Regions from separate parts of the Mus musculus genome. Here region 2 is linked to region 1. Evidence: chromatin contacts called from public Hi-C data. All regions are on one chromosome and are shown on one strand. Each heading gives the region's core, a stretch centred on a gene start, on an enhancer-like site or on the middle of the called end of the contact. The rest is flanking DNA. Distances are from core to core; before and after follow the strand shown. Region 1 has its middle 12 kb from the start of Gm31505. Region 2 overlaps Gm39602 (a long non-coding RNA gene).

Evidence for each region. A called contact is a pair of places that touch in the nucleus more often than the background predicts.
Region 2: a contact with region 1 is called in a Hi-C map of uterus, with 5 times the contacts expected there. The contact joins two enhancer-like sites. A contact is called at or near these places in 1 of 484 Hi-C or Micro-C datasets (uterus) and 1 of 9 other capture datasets (embryonic stem cells).

Annotation. Positions count from the first base shown.
Region 1 is chr11:18,009,435-18,013,026 of GRCm38.p6, reverse strand. No RefSeq gene overlaps it. Among named protein-coding and RNA genes, the nearest start is that of Gm31505, 12 kb to the right of the region's middle. Within about 2 kb of position 1,741, at least 35 of the 459 cell types and tissues checked have an H3K27ac peak or open chromatin away from gene starts, as enhancers often do. A contact at or near this core is called in uterus, where this site is marked.
Region 2 is chr11:19,735,087-19,738,678 of GRCm38.p6, reverse strand. All of the region lies in intron 1 of Gm39602 (a long non-coding RNA gene), which reads left to right. Among named protein-coding and RNA genes, the nearest start is that of Gm39602, 5.8 kb to the left of the region's middle. Within about 2 kb of position 1,603, at least 35 of the 459 cell types and tissues checked have an H3K27ac peak or open chromatin away from gene starts, as enhancers often do. A contact at or near this core is called in uterus, where this site is marked.

The DNA.
Region 1 (3,592 bases), core at 492-2,991:
TGCCGAGAGAAAAAACACCTCTACCATGTCAGCCTCACAGCATCTTTTAAGTGAGCATTGTTCGGGGGTGTCTCACTACAGAGCACTAACTTTGAAAATTCAGGCTGCAGTCGTGGTTCTGATTTTTTAATTCAGTTCACAGTGATGTAAATTTGTTTTTAGCCATTCTTTATTTTGAGAAAAATATATATAATTAAAATTTCTATTTTTTTTTTCAGCCAACTTTATCAAGAGTTCATCTGGTCTGCTTAACTTGATTTGTTTTCAGGAAACACTGCCCGATTCAGTCCAAGTGTGCATGAATTAGTGAACACTTTCTTGGATTTTAGATTGCTAAAGTGCATTTCTCATTTGCTCTAGTCAAATTTATTATTGCTCTTCAGTAGCAGAGCATCCTTTGTTTCCCAACTCTATTCCTTTCAGTGAAACCTATTTCCTTTGTGGAATTGAGAAAACAAAAGGTGAGCATTCTCAAGGAAATACTGGATAGGACAGTCTAACAAAGTGCACTGTACCATATTGGCAGTGAAAAGCCTTGCTTATTTAGTAGTCGGCTAGTTTGGTGGTTAAATAATGCTCTTATTTTGGCATTTATTGTATATTTGTTCTAAATAAACATAATTTATGAATATTTTAACACATGCGTACTCAGTGGGGTGGGTTCTCACACTGATATAAATAGAATTAATGAGCAGTCAGCTGCCACATACCATGACATATGACCCGGCAGCAAGAGCTCAGAAGTGGTTCTCATGGCTTCAGAAAACTTTGCCCTTAGTTTAACTTCTTGAAACTACGTCTTATTCTCCCCTCATCGTGACAGAATCCAGGTTTTGCTAGAAGAGTCTAGTCAGATGTTGAGACAACCATTTGTCTTGCCTTCTTTAAAGCAAAACAAAAACACATGGAGGGCTTAGCTCCACTCAGCTCAACTTTGGGACTAGAGTCACAGAAAGATGAATATTTTATATATTTCTACATGAATTGTCTCTTATTCCCATTTTTGTGACAATTAACATGATTATGCCAGTTGCTACAGATCTTTACAAAGAAAAAAGAAAACTTCCAAGTGTTTCTACATTTTAAAACAGATCTGACAGCCCCTTGAGTGGGGAAAACAGGAAAACAGAGAACACATCATTTTAGCCAGTTACCTACTCTCCTTGAAAACAAAGCAACAAGCTGTTCAGCAAGCCTAAGAAGATTTTATTTTTTAAGGAATAAGCCCAGCAGTAGAAAGCCACCCCATCAAGGAGTAGGCGTGGAAATTAACACTGGGATGCAGAATCTTCAAATTAACAGGATTTAATTTGACAAAGAATTATTGTTGTGAAGATGCAAAGTAGAATTTAAGAGTCACCTTTCTTCGATTTTTTACGGCTTTATTATAGGCAAAGCAGAAAAATAAGGCGAGCATGTGCACCGTGATGCCCAGATGATCTGGCAGGACCGCAGTCTTGGCAAGAGACTCGGGCTGTGCTGTTTATGCACACAGATGGAGGGCGCAGCCTTTATTCCTCTTCTCATTCCAAAGGGGATGTTTGAGGCCCCTCTACTCCCACCCCCACATTTGCAAACACACACTCTCTCTAAACGAAAGCTGTGTCCTAAAAGGGCAAGTCCGGTATGCTTTAAGGAAGTGAGAAAAAAACAGGACACCATTCATTCTCCTGACCACCTCTTAGAGGAGGACTTCTCACTGACTGAGGAGGCTGGGGCCGGATGAGTTTCCCCAGAGTTGCTCCCCTGGGGAATCCCCTTTCCACTGCAAAGTAAATGGGCACCACCTAGTGCTCTTTCCAGGCAAAGGCTGTGAGTCTTGGTCTGGATACAAGTGGGCGCTTGGGATCGCTGGCCTTTACAAAGGTAAAATAAAAGGAGGCAGCTGTCTTCAAACCTTTTACCTTCTAAGGATGGGTCGAGAGGGAGGGGCAGTAAGGAGGAGGAGGAGAGAAGGAGACGTAAGGGGGAGGGGGAAGAATAAGAGTCTTAATGAAAGCAATGCTTCCAAATAAGGAATTTTCTTAGGGCTGGTCTTTGTTAATAGTTTCCTCTTATCTTTTTTTTTTTCAGTTCCCCCCCCCCCGCCCACCCTTGTTTATTTAAAGACAGGGCTTCACTTCCTAGCTCTGGTTGACCTGGAATTTCTTAAATAGATGAGAACTCTCAGAGATCCCCCTGCTTCTGCCTCTACCTTAGCGTGCTAGGATTAAAGGTATGCACCACCAAGCCTAGCTTCCCTGATCTTCTGCTTTTAAAATCATCCCAAATCTGAGAAATAAAGTCTTTATTTCCCCATATGCTAATTTCCCCCTCACCTTGCTCTGTTTCTCTTATGGTTAAGCAGAGAACATTTCTAAAACTCATTCACTATAAAACAAAGGAGGTTCTAGTAGCAATGTGCCCTTGGCAGCCAAAATCCATTCTAACAAGGAGTCTCTCTGGAGTTTTCCTAACACAACAAATCGCACTTATGAAAAATGATGCGTAGCACAGACTCTTTCGAAGCACAATAAGATCAAGTTAACCACTCATGCCTCTAGGAAAAAGATCTAAGAGGCTTTATCCGATTGGCAAAATGGACCTGGATATCAGCTCAAGGATTGAGGACACTTTGATAAAATTTCAAAGCAATGAAGTCCGATTATCTGAATGATTGCTTAACCCCTTTAAAATATAACTTGGGGAAGAACAAGATTTTTTTTTTTGAACTCATGGTCTGTCAGAGAATAGAAAGAGCTACTTTATACTGTTTGCTTTTTCTATAGCGTTTTGCTTAGAAATATTCTTAGCACTACTGCTTTTACAGAGTAATGATAATCATTTCTTTGTTGCTAAAAGTAGGTAATTCTTCAATAAAATAGAAATCTTACTGTACAGCAATGTGGGAAGAAATCCTGGGGAAAATACCACAGAGAATCAAAGAGACCGATGCCTACTGCTGCTCTGGAGCCAGTGACTGGGGCATTAAAAAAAAAAAAATCAGACAGAAAACAGGTTGTACAGAGGTGAATTAACATGACTAAAGCTTCTCTTGATGAAAAACCAAGAATCTATGCAGAGAAACCTGGAAGAGGGTAAAGAAAATGCAGTCCAAGTTTCCAAACACTTTCTACTGACTAGATAGAACAAAATTACTTTGACAGGTTTTCATACCTTCACTTTAACGTAAAAATTTTACAAGTCCAAAATGTTCCTATCTTTAGCCATTTTGCCGTAATTTAGGATATTAGACAAATGATTTACTTGACATGTTTTTGAAATTACAGAAGAAGAAAATTCGAGAAAAGGAGGGGAAAAGTCCTCCATCGAATTCTTCGTGTCACATTTGCAACTAGGAACAAATCAGCAAACAAGCTGACCTCTGTGCTTTCAGGGTAAGAGGTGAAGTGATGGCTTAATGGTAAAGAACACTTGCTGACCTGCAGAGGACCTGGGTTCGATCCCCAGCACCCACATGGTAGCTCACAACCATCCAATAGCTCTAGTTCCAAGAAATGCAGGGTCCTCTTCTGGCCTCCATGGGTACCAGCAATGCTAGTGATACACAGACACATGCAGGCAAAATAGCCAAAGACATAAAAAGAACAAA
Region 2 (3,592 bases), core at 354-2,853, 1.7 Mb before region 1:
TCTCTAGTTCTTACTCTGGTTCTGTGAGCCATGTGGACTCTCTGTGCACAGTTATGGACACACACATGCCTGGGTTTGTATGTGGAAGTCGGAGAACAACTTTCCAGAGTCAGTTTTTCCCAATTAACCATGTGGGTCCCAGGGGTCAAACTCAAGTCATCAGACTTGGTGGCAAGTCCTTTTACCTGCTAAGCCATTTCACTGGCCCCTTATGGCAAAATACTGACTCAGAGGTGTTTAGGAGTGAACAGATAGCCCTCCCAGCCCTCCTGTCTTTCTGAAGGAATCTGTCCCAAGCCCTAGGTCTGCAGGCTTTTTCCTCCTCTCAGAAGTAGTTCAATTTCTCTCTTCAGAAGCCCTTCATCTCCCAGAACAGCTTTCATTACAGCAACATAAATAAAAAGTGACATAAAATTATATAGCCTTGTGTAAAGTAGTTTAAGGAAAATGTCTTTTACGGCAGCTTTTATGATTTCACCAATTAGTTATTAGACTTTCTCCATTTTTAATTTGCCATCCTCCAAGTGCATTTTCAACGTTTCTCCCCTCTCTCCTCTGAGTAGTGGTGTGAGGGCTGACGGGCCCCAGTGTAGGCTGGCTTTCTTGATGCATAGAGGCATTCCATTACAGCATGTTGCTAGATGCGGACAAAGCAAGGCCTGGGGGAGGGAAGCTGGTGCCCAGTTACTTTTAAGTGAAGAGTGTTGGTCTTGTGGCAAGCACTGCCCTGGGCCACCACTAAAGGTAGTAGCAGATAGACCACAGGGTCGCACGGCAGTGGCTGGACCTTAAGCTGATAAATCCTGAGTTTTTAGTGACTTTCCAAACATTCCCAGGAAGTGTGAATTGCAGAGATTTACTCCTGCCAAAATTTAATCGTGCAGAAAAAGTAAAATTTAGATCAGCGTATAGATTATTTTTAATGCGATTGCTCGACAGAAAAGGGCGAGGAAGGCAGAGTGGAGTCCTTAGAACGGGCGAGTCTAGACCATTGCAATTTGATTCATTTAGGGGAATTGTGTTCGGTTTGAGGCTTTGGCTTGGGCGAGGCTGTTCCTTCTGGGAGTGCATGATGTCATTGTGTCAAGCATGTCACAGCCAAGGCATTCTGGTATTTATGTTGGCCTCAGATCTAGCTCAGAGGACATGGCAGCCTCAATTTATTGCTACTTTAACTTTGTTTAGTCATGGAGAGGTTTTATTTATGTTGGTAAATTTCAAACAGTGGCCAACAGTGACCACACAATGAAAGGGCCTGCAAGATCCATCATCGGTAAATCACCTTGTTGCTGAGTTTCTTTAATTAAGGAAAAACTCTGTGTGTTGATCCCTGTGGTTGCTGGAAGGAACGTGGGGCGGGGAATTGCTTTGATTAATCCATCTATCAGCCTTGGAGGGTGAGTCTCCTGTTTCTGATTGTAGCTGGGCAAAGACCTAAATAAAAATTTATCTTGTCAAAACCTATGGTCTAACTGAAAGCAAATAAAAAAGTTTTATGACAGCCACATAAAGTTAAATAAATAGCTGGGAGGTGCACCGTGTCCTGCGGATGCTTCTCAGCAAAGCATGTGGCTGTTTCTGAGGGTGAGCTCAGCGAACTGAGAAATCACCTTTAATGGTCCCCTCGGTACTGTAACCAGCAACTGCTCTCTTTGTCTAACGTTCTAGGCTTTAGTCCCTGATTAAAACCAAAGGCTCGGCCTTGACACTGGGTGCTGTTTGAGCTACTCAGGGTAGAAGGCACAGTGTGTGCTATTCCAAGAAAAAATGAAATAACCAAGTTCTAGAGGAACTTTATATACACAGTGTCCTTAGATCACTTTCACCCTCAAGACCTCCCCCCATCTTTCAAGTGTGCTTATAAAGGGAGAAAACCTTGTCTTTTGCAACTGTGTGGGACCTTTTTTATTGATCTCTGGAAGGTGGTAGTTTTCACAGTGTGGGGGAGGGGAGCAGCAGTGAACTTTTTTTTTTTTTTTAAATGAAATCAGAGACTGGGACTTCGCCTCTGGTTGGACTCAACTCTCAGATATAGTTTTCCCTGTTCTGTAATAGTCTGGAAGAATATGCTGGGACAGAGGGCCTTTCCCACCAAGTATAGACTTCTCTCTCAGCATGGGATCACAGTGGAATACATTTTATTGCTAGTTAAAAAATATTTTTGAGTCAAATGAAAGACAGCAGTTGATGCTGAAGAAGGCTGCTCTTGATACAAGCATGGACTTAGGGTGAGTTGCTTTCCTTTTTAGGTTATGGAGAGGCTGTTCTCCTGGTCACGCTGTAGGAGCCTCTAACAGTGAAGGGCGATCTCTTGGCCCTGGATGTATTTGGCAACCAGTCCCTGTCTGTTTGATAGAATTACACCATAAGCGTGGGCTCGAGGAGTCAGATATGTTGAAGGGCTTGGAGTTGTAGGCACCCGTGTAGACAGTGCCTGTGTTGACAGAGTGAGGCTACGTGTGGATGTCAGCTGACAAATACACTGGCTGTTGCTTTCTTGTTACTGCGTCCTGCCTTTATTAAGGGAGTATGGCTACTGAGTAAGTGACTCAGGCCAGTAGGCATGGTGGTGATGTGTAACTGGGAAGTCTGCTCTATCAGAGTCTAGTTAGGAGATCGTGGAAAAGCGTGATAGGGGTGGGAGTGAGGGTGTGGGTGGGGCACTCTCACTTAACTAACTGGGTCAGTGTCCCTGAGCTGGAGGCTTGAGTTCCTTTAGAGGCAGGTACAGGGCAACACAAAGACCTGCCTTGTCCGGAGGAGGATTCTCAACTTTTTAAAGATTTATTTTATTAAAAAAAGTGTTTGTGTGTGGTGTGGTGTGTGTGTGTGTGTGTGTGTGTGTGTCTGTAGGTACTTGAGGAGGCTAGGAGAAGGCATTGGATCCCCTAGAGCTAGATTACTGGTGGTTGTGAGTCATCCTACATGGGTGCTGGGTGTTATAGTTATAAAACGATAAAGAACTCTAAAATGTTCTATGGGAGTGTGCTGAGGTATGGGGGAAGGGGGTCCCTCGGTGGGCCCATGTCAAGGCATCTCTTCCCCCTGAGGGAGCAGCCACATGATGGTATAGTATAGAATAGAGTTTATTCAGGGCATGGGGAGGGGAATTAAGAGAGTAGTAGAGACAGAAAGAGAGAGTAGAGAAATAGAGGCCATGACCATGTGTGTGGGGTGTGTGTGTGTGGAATGGGGAACAAGGGGCAAGAGGCAAGGGAGAGGAGCAGGAGTAAGAGAGAGTAAGAGAACAAGCAGCCCCTTTTATAGTGGGCCAGGCCTACCTCGCTGCTGCCAGGAAACTGGGGGTGGAGTCCAGACAGAATATCAACACTGGGAACTGAACTCATGTCTTCTGCAAGAGCAGTGTGTGCTTTTAACCACTGAGCCATCTTTGCAGCGTCCTCCCCCTCCCCCCTGATCTCCTCCAAAAATGCGGGGTTTGCTGGAGTGTGAGGACTCCTGCAGAGCGCCATGGTAAATAGCATCTTCTGCTCCTCCTGATTGTGTGGGAGCTGTGCCACCTTTCTTCATCCCCTGGGTGAGATGAAGAGTTCTGTCACGTTGTTAGCCACTCCATGATCTTCTGTTTGCA